3 separate regions of the Mus musculus genome follow, and all the other regions are linked to region 3. The links are chromatin contacts, called in public promoter capture Hi-C maps. All regions are on one chromosome and are shown on one strand. Each heading gives the region's core, a stretch centred on a gene start, on an enhancer-like site or on the middle of the called end of the contact. The rest is flanking DNA. Distances are from core to core; before and after follow the strand shown.

Region 1 (2,700 bases), core at 38-2,537, 1.3 Mb after region 3:
TCACACTGCTCCTAGTGGTTGGGTTAGAAGACCAGCCTTTGAGGAAGGAAGGGCTCTGGCTCTGTGTCTGCATCTATACTGTTCCTCTGTGGGCTGTTAGGATGAGAGTGGGAAACACAGGTCCCGTTCTTATACCGTTTTGTATAATCAAGAATGCTTCATGTATTCCTTTGAGACATGCAAGGTAGTCAGTATTATTGTCTGTGTTTTCTGTTCAATATCAGAAAATAGTGAGATTTCACAACCAGTTGTTTATACCCGTCACAAAAAGATTAATTTAGGAGTTGAGAGATACTAGCGTCTTATAGAGGACCTTTAAGTGCCACATCAGATGGCTCATGATCACTTGTCATTCCAACTCCGGTGTATCTCATGCCCTCTTCTGGCCTCTTGGGCACTCACGTGCATGTCACCAAACACAGACATGCATGTATATAGGTAATGTTAAAATGAATAATACATTTTTAAAAAAGAAAAACCCAACTTGAACGTTTTGTTGTTATTGTAAAAAGTATAAATTGTTGCAGTGGCTGTTAAAACGCATCTAGCAAGTTGTTTCAAGGACTCACAGAAAGGTTTTCAGAGACATTTTGAAGGTCTTGTTGTTGTTATTTCTTGGCTTCTTTTTGCTTTTTTGTTTTTGTTCATTTGTTGATGGGAAGCTCCCAGATTCATAGTTAATGGAACTTTACTGATTCAGTGGCTATGGTCTGGCTTCTCTCCAGACTGACTTAGTTACTCGTGGTAATGAGACTGGGAAGATACCAGACGCGAATCGGCTTCCACCTGAACCTGAATGGAAATGACCTCATTTACCTGAACCACAGGCATGCCGGGAACGTGAGAATGTACCTGTGTTTGCAACTCTTTGTAATAGTTAATATCCTTAGAAGAGGTCTTGCCACACCCAAACTCCAATGACAGCCTCAGGGATCTAGGGTAGAAGGGCAAAGGAATGTGGTGACAGAGACTGCCACCTTCCAAAGGCCACCTGGAGCTTCAGAAACTAGGAAGGTTATGAAAAGATTCTTCCTATATTCTAAGGCTACTCAATCCCTCTGAGTTACCATGGCTTTGTGTTTCTGACCTCTCGGGGCTTACACACAACTCTTGTTATTTTATGTCACCCACTTTGTGGTAATTTGTTGTGGTAGACCTAGGAGCCTTCACAATTTCCCAACGTTTAACATAGTCTAGCTTTGTATGTTTCCCCCCCCCCCCCCCCCCGGCTCTTCAAGCTTCCAGATGTTTAACCCAGCCTGGCTTTGAATGTTTTCCCGTGTGCCTCAGAGCTCCCGATGCCTAGCTTCTGTTGTCTGGTCTGGGCACTTAGGGGTTGCTTGTAACGTGATCCTGAGCATCAACCAACTCCGTATTGAGTAAGTGATTCTCCGGCCAGACTCATTAAGGAAAATCACACGAACTTACTGCAATTTGAAAGCTTTAAGAGTAAAACTCCGTATTACAAAAGAAGGCATCGTACGTAATTCTTTAATGAGAAAGAATGATAAGGATGTGGACATTTTTGAAATTTTAAGACAGTTAAAGTTCCAAAGCAGATGTGTTTATGTAATGGTAAAGACAGTTTCCGAGGTTTGGCCTCAAACTTTCAAGTTTGGTCCATTCTGCTGTAATTGCTCTTGAGATTTTTATGGCAATGGTACTGTGAAGGGTATCCAAGCTGCATGAAGCGCTGCTGCCATCTTGTGGCTGAAATGCCCCACTACATTTGTTTTCTACTTGGGCAAGACAGAGTTCAGAGTGGAAGTCAGGTTTTAATATTGAACTTGTGTCCTTCAGCTGGTGTGGCAGAGTATGACAGCACATGCTCTCTTTTCTTTTTTATTCGACAAGGGAGGAGAACAATATAATACAGCTGCCAATAATCGGTGGCAATTCACAAATACCACTCTCTCCGAAGATGAGAGCACACTGGGAATTTCAATTTGAGTTGTAGTCCCTGCTCAATCTGTGTGTGCGTGGTCTTCAACACGCGGGGTTCTGGAGAGGAAAGATGAGGAGGTCACAGTTTTAAGAGGCCAGCTACTACCCACTCTGTATTTGAGGTTTCTTCTATGTTTTTCTGCCGTGAGGCCATCTACCCACACTCTGGAGAGTCTTTTGTTTGTTTAATTTTCTGTCATCTAGCATTTTGATTGCCTAGTTTTCTAGGAAAAGGAATTTTAAAAACCTCTGAGTCATGTTTGATATACAGTTGCCATATATTAAAATTATTGTTCTTCGGCACCAGCTTCCTTTTTCCCTTAGTAGATATTCCTGAGTGATACACACCAGCATCTCCACTCCCTAAACCATAATCAAATTGCCAAACACACTAATGCTCAGAATCATGACCTGAGGTCTTAAGAGTGGATGTTCTAGGACCTACCTCTACCATCACCACTACAAATGTGTGAGGAGAACACCTCATAACTCTTTAAGATATTATTTGAAAGCCTCACTCCAAGAATGTCTCAAGAACATAAATGAAGCCCTAAAACATTGTTCTCAGGTATGAAATTGGTAATTTTAATCAAATGTAAGAGTTATAAATGGCTAGGGAAATGAATTTGGCTTTATTTCAATGCAGTTTTGAGCAGCTAGTCCCTCAGAGTGAAGGCAGAACTCAGGTTGATTGGTTTGTTTAATATATGTGTTCATTTGTTTCTCTCTTCCTTGTTAGTATGTTTATTGTTTATT
Region 2 (2,764 bases), core at 201-2,700, 1.4 Mb after region 3:
ACCCTCACCACACACACATTCATGGCAGATGGGTAACTCTGGTCTTCATGTGAGTCTCCTAGCCTTGGAGCAGGGGCTGTGTCTGGTTCTGTTGCCTGCCATTGGATCTGCTACTCCTACCTGGACTGTCTGGTTGGGCCTCAGCTGGGGAGAATGTGCCTATATGTACTGGTATACTTGAAGTCCCAGGGTCACGTGTTACCCAAGAGGGACTTCCCCTTTTCTATGGAAAAGGGGAGGTGGTAATGTGGGAGGACTTTATAAGGACAGGACTGGGAGGGGAAGAGGGAGCTGGACTGCAATTAGGATGTAAATAAAATAAAATAAAATACTATTAGGGAAGAAAAGAACCTTCCATACATGAAAACAAGAGGACAGCAAGAGAAAACAAATACTCTTAAGTGCTAGTCATCTTTCCAGAGCCCCCCTTACAATTTTGTTTAATACAAATAAATTTTAAAAGATTAATAATCCTTAACGTTTGTTAACTAAGTTTTGAAATTTTTATATATCACTAACAAAGACAATGTTATCTCGGAAATGTTTCCCATTTGCCTAAAATCTCTTAAATGTTATAGACACATGTGATTTATTAACATTCTAAGTTAAAATAAAGTTTTCATGAATTTACATTTATGTAAAAATAAATATGTACTGATTTCAAAAATCTTTAAGTCTAGAAATTAACAGAAGCTTACATTTTGATATTTGGGTCTGGAGTGATTAAAAACACTGACTCCTCTTTCAGAGGATCCAGGTTCTATTCGCAGGCATCTTTAACTCCAGTCCATGGTATCTAATGCCCTCTTCTGGCCTCCATGGGCACTGCATACATGTACTGTATGCATAAACTATTGGTACAGGCAAAACACGCAAACACATTAAAACTTCTCATATTTTACAAGCGTTTTCTGTGAAATATGACTTTAAATAAACAAACTGCATTTCTACATTAGGTCTTTTGGAATAAAAAAAAAAGATTTTCATCATTGTCTTTGCAAACACTAGCTCATGTGAGTCGATCTGAAACTCAATAACTCAAGGACAGAATATCTGAGCCCATGTTGATCTACTATCATATCTCATAGTTGGAAAAATGTAAATATCCACCTCCTTCTTAAATGGCAACATTGTGTTAGTTTGGAGAGAGTGAAAGACCCTCTTTCCCCAGTCTACCTCCCAAGAAAACTGATAATTGCCCTTACGCCTGAAAGACATCAGATCGAATGTAACATTTTACAGCGACTATGGCACTGACTGCAGATATCCCTGGATTTGCTAGAAAAATAATCCTTTCAGCTCTTATCAACACCTGAATCACTTTAGGTGACACCAATGAACAGCCCAACTTGAGGTCCATCTGATGGGCAAGCACTAATCCCTGACACTGTTAATGATACTTTGTTGTGCTTGCAGACAGGAACCTAGCATGACTGCCCGCTGAGAGGCTCCACCCAACAGCTGACGGAAACAGATGCAGAGACTCACAGTCAAGCATTAGATGGAGCTTGGGGAGTCCTGTGGAAGAGTAGTGGGAAGGATAGACCACACAGGAAGTCCCACAGAGTTTAATGTGGACCCCTGGGGGCTCTCAGAGCCTGGACCACCAACCAAAGAGTGAGCATGGGCTGGACCTAGTCACACCCCCATATGTAGCAGATGTGAAGCTTGGCCTTCATGCTGGTCGCCAACAACTGGAACAAGCATTGTCAGTAAATTTGTTGCCTGCCTGTGGATCCCATTCTCCTACCTGGGCTGCCTTGTCTGTCCTCAGTGAGAATGGATGGACTTAGTCCTGCAGTGACTGATGTTTCAGGGGTGGGGGGGTAGGAAAGTGTGATACCCAGGTGGGGTCCCACTTCTTAGAGAAGGGGAGGGGACATGAGGGGAAGAGCTGCCGGAGTGGGGACTGGAAGGAGGGAGTGATATTGGGATGTAAAGTGAATAAATAAATAATTAAAAAAATAATTGTTTTCTTTGAAGCACTGTACTTTACAAAGTGAGTTCACTCCTAGAGAGGAAGCAGAGATAAATAACAGCATACTATAGAGAATAGAAAGTACAAAGACATTAAAAATGATACAAAGTCTGAACGCAAAGGCATTTTTAATATAACTCTGACTTAAAATGTTCTACCTGGTAAAGTGAGCTGACATTTGAGGATTTAAAATGCAACATTTTCAGTATGGACAGTCAGTGGGGATTGGTTGGATCTAAAACTGAGGCTTGTTGTCCTGTGGTCTCTGAAAAGTCTCTACTTTATTCAGAATTTCTACTTATAAAGAGGAGGGCGTCCTGAGAGAAACACTTTTGCTATCTTCTTTTTCCCCTTCACACATGTAAAAACAGGGACTACAATGATTCAGTTTTTGGCTCTATTGCATACTTTCCAACATTTTAAATTTGCCAATTTACCCAAACTATAGGTGTTAAGAGAAAAATGAGCTGATTTTTATATTATTATCTCTGTTGTATTTAAAATTAAGAGATAGTGTCTTCCCTTGATGTTCAACCTCACTTTCAGTCCTAAGCAAGCTAATGATGTGTCAGGTCCTCGCTTAACTTCTGCATCAGCACTGTCTTTTATACTATACATGAAAATAAATCTGTAAAGAGCCTCCGCTCTGGATCAGTTTGTCAACCTGAGAGCACATGCATTACAGAAAACAAATCCCAGTTTGCAAGTATAGAAATGTTTTCGATTGTTCCTGAGCCTCAACATAATTCCTCTTAAATATTACACAGTACCCAATACTAATGGGGG
Region 3 (2,700 bases), core at 155-2,654:
CAAACCTGGAGTTCTTACTTTTGATTATAGCTAGCAGTGATCAAAAGGCTCGTCTGCTCTCATGGGCAGCAAAGGCAAGATAACTTTGGTAGCTAGAACCTTCCCAGCCCCAATTAAGCTTGTATAATATTTGAACAAAGTCACTGGAGTGAGCTAGCGGGATGCCAGCCTTTTCCAAGAAGGATGAACCCTCTTGCCCCTTCAGAAAATGAAGGCTTAGCATCTTGGTAAGCTTCTCTATTTACTTCGGCACCTACAGCCAACATCAATCAATGTGTTTATTCATTCCATCAGTTCTGCTCCTCTAGGGAACCCTGACTAATGCAGCTGCCATCTTAACTGGTGGCAGCAAATGACCCATGATACTCTCCCTCAGGCTTACTACTCTACCGTTTCTCTAAATTCCTAGGTCAGAAAACATGTTATAAAGACCAAACTCCTAGGAAATTTGAGACATAATGGAAAAAAATCTCTGGGCATCTTAGCTTCCCTTTTATTTCCCCATGCTGACAGACTCTTGGTTTCTTTCTTTTCCTGATGATCTTTCAGGAATGGGGTCACTTTTTTTTTAAAGGAAAAAAAAAAAGTTGTCCAGAAAATGCTATACTCTGCAGTACACATGACCCTGACAATATTTCACTCCCCTGAATTACTTCTTTCTCATGACTCGGTCTCTCTTTGAAGGTTCTCTCTTCCTCTGTGGTTCTTATGTATCACTGATGCTATAGCTATAAAGCAAGGACTAAGGTAGGCGTAGGCACTCTCCAGCTTTTCAGTCAACAGATACCCAGTAAAGTTCTGAGACCTCAGCACACAATCTATAGGAATCTACGGTGGAACAGATAGCTAAGAGGGGACCAGGAAGCCGTGGAAAGACTGGGGCTTCAAATCGGATCAAGTCTGAGCAACGAAAATGCAGTCGATTATAATCTAATCCACAGCCCTTGCCTCATAATTTGATGAGTCTGAAGTATTTAGCGCTTTCACTGGGGAGCAACCACTGTACATTGTGTCTGGACTAGGACAGCAGCTCTTTCCCCAGAGAAAGGGTGCCTGAGCTCTTGGGAGGACTAACGTGGAGCAAGGAACTTCTTTGTAACAACTGATCTAAAGGGACGTGGTCCAATCCCAGACCTCACTGCGCGAGCCAAGGCCTAAGAACATCCGCTTTCTTCAGCCCACCCCTAGGTTGCATCCTCTGGGAGCCAGGAAGTGGGGGCTGAGGAGAAAGGGAAAAGTATGGGAAAGAAAGGGGGCGGAGCCGCCTCTGCCACACCCATTAGCCACGTCCTGTGGCCACTAGAGTCAGTAGTGCTGTGCGCAGGCGCAGACCTGGCCTCCGCCTCCCTTTCCCCGCCCCCTAACATCCTCCCCTCCTCCCCGCCGCTCCTCCCCTCTCTCGACTAGTGTGTTTGGCGTTACCAGGGAGTCTGGAGAGGCCCGCGAGTGCAGTTTGTTGCCAGGGTAACCCGAGCGGCAAAAGGCAACCGAGGTGGCAGCTGCAGGGCAGCGATGGGGACCAACCCGGTGCACGGCCTGCCCTTTCTCCCGGGCTCGTCCTTTACAGACTCCACGGTGAGGGCCAGCCCGAAGGGTTCTCCACTTGGCTCGCCTCTGCGCTCCTTCATTCCGCAGGCTCCGTCGTCCTCGCGCATCCCAGCCTCTGCCGATTTTGCTTGGCCTCTTGGTAGTCCACTCACCCTCCTGGGTCCTCACCGTGGCCCTGTTCTTTCTTTACTGCCCCATCTACCTGCCTTCTGGCCCGATTACCCCAGGCTGTCTCCAGGCCTCTCCCCAGCTGCACTGTAACCCTACTCAGCGCCTTCATCCTCTCCTACCGTCTCTCCACAGCAGCCTCATTCTGGATTTGTCTCACCGCTTCTGAATCCTCAGGGTCACTGCCCTTCAACCCCTTTCCTCTATGTGTATGCATCTTTTCCACGTACTCCTTTCCTGACGGGTCCCCACCCCAGTCTCTGGCCTTTTGAGTTAAGGGTCACTTTTCTCTCCAGCTACAGCCTTCCCTAGAATTGAATCCCCCACCTCCCGCCGCCCCCACATGCTGGTTTTCTTGTAGTTTTTCTCTGTAAAGCATTCTTCCTCCTCTCCTTGTATTTCTTCCGTCTCAACCATAGGAATGAACCACTTAATGTTTCTCTTTCTGTAGCCCGTGTGTGTGTACTTACACACATGATTCATTTTCAGACTGTGTGTGTGTGTGGGGGGGGAGGTTGTTGTTTTATCTTGTCTGCAGCCTAGGCTGGCCTTGAACCTGAGAACCACCTGCCTCGGCCTGCAGACTGCTTGGATTAAAGACATGCCAACACACAGGGCTCCCGTTCAGATTGCATTTTACTCCTTTGCCCCAACTGTTTATAGTCATCATCTAGATGAAATTAAATATTAAATTAAATAAAGTCCAGGGTGGCGATGCACATTCGTAATCTCAGCTTTCAGGAAGCTGAGGCATACGGGTGGCCAATTTGAGTCTAGCCTGGGCTACATAGCTAGTCACTGTCTCCAAACGACAGCAGATCCAAACCAGACAGAACAGGAGCTTCGTGAAAAGGAAGTGGCTCAGAGGATAAAGCACTTGCTGCTCTCATAAGAGGAGTGGAGTTCAGATCCTTAATACCCAAGCAAGACGCTTAGCTAGACTGACCCTTACCTGATGCAGCCTACCCATGCCAACTTTGGTCT

What was found. Promoter capture Hi-C pulls out the DNA fragments that hold promoters and counts their contacts.
Region 1: a promoter capture Hi-C map of hippocampal neurons shows a contact between it and region 3, with 6 times the contacts expected there. The contact joins the enhancer-like site here to the promoter of Efhc1 in region 3. A contact is called at or near these places in 12 of 39 promoter capture datasets (the 3T3-L1 cell line, the C10 cell line, HPC-7-derived erythroid cells and 8 more), 5 of 484 Hi-C or Micro-C datasets (CD4 T cells, cortical neurons, neural progenitor cells and 2 more) and 1 of 115 datasets of contacts at active chromatin or transcription factors (astrocytes).
Region 2: a contact with region 3 is called in a promoter capture Hi-C map of embryonic stem cells, with 5 times the contacts expected there. The contact joins the enhancer-like site here to the promoter of Efhc1 in region 3. A contact is called at or near these places in 5 of 39 promoter capture datasets (the C10 cell line, cranial neural crest, embryonic stem cells and 2 more), 1 of 484 Hi-C or Micro-C datasets (differentiating embryonic stem cells) and 1 of 115 datasets of contacts at active chromatin or transcription factors (embryonic stem cells).

Annotation. Positions count from the first base shown.
Region 1 is chr1:22,267,469-22,270,168 of GRCm38.p6, forward strand. No RefSeq gene overlaps it. Among named protein-coding and RNA genes, the nearest start is that of Kcnq5, 310 kb to the left of the region's middle. Within about 2 kb of position 1,288, at least 7 of the 459 cell types and tissues checked have an H3K27ac peak or open chromatin away from gene starts, as enhancers often do.
Region 2 is chr1:22,385,746-22,388,509 of GRCm38.p6, forward strand. The region is part of intron 27 of Rims1 (regulating synaptic membrane exocytosis 1); the gene reads right to left. Among named protein-coding and RNA genes, the nearest start is that of Rims1, 420 kb to the right of the region's middle. Within about 2 kb of position 1,451, at least 2 of the 459 cell types and tissues checked have an H3K27ac peak or open chromatin away from gene starts, as enhancers often do. A contact at or near this core is called in embryonic stem cells, where this site is marked.
Region 3 is chr1:20,950,222-20,952,921 of GRCm38.p6, forward strand. Efhc1 (EF-hand domain (C-terminal) containing 1) reads left to right here and starts at 1,405. Exons shown (of 11, transcript NM_027974.1): 1 at 1,405-1,575. The coding sequence starts at 1,513. The region is part of intron 1 of Gm51618 (a long non-coding RNA gene); the gene reads right to left.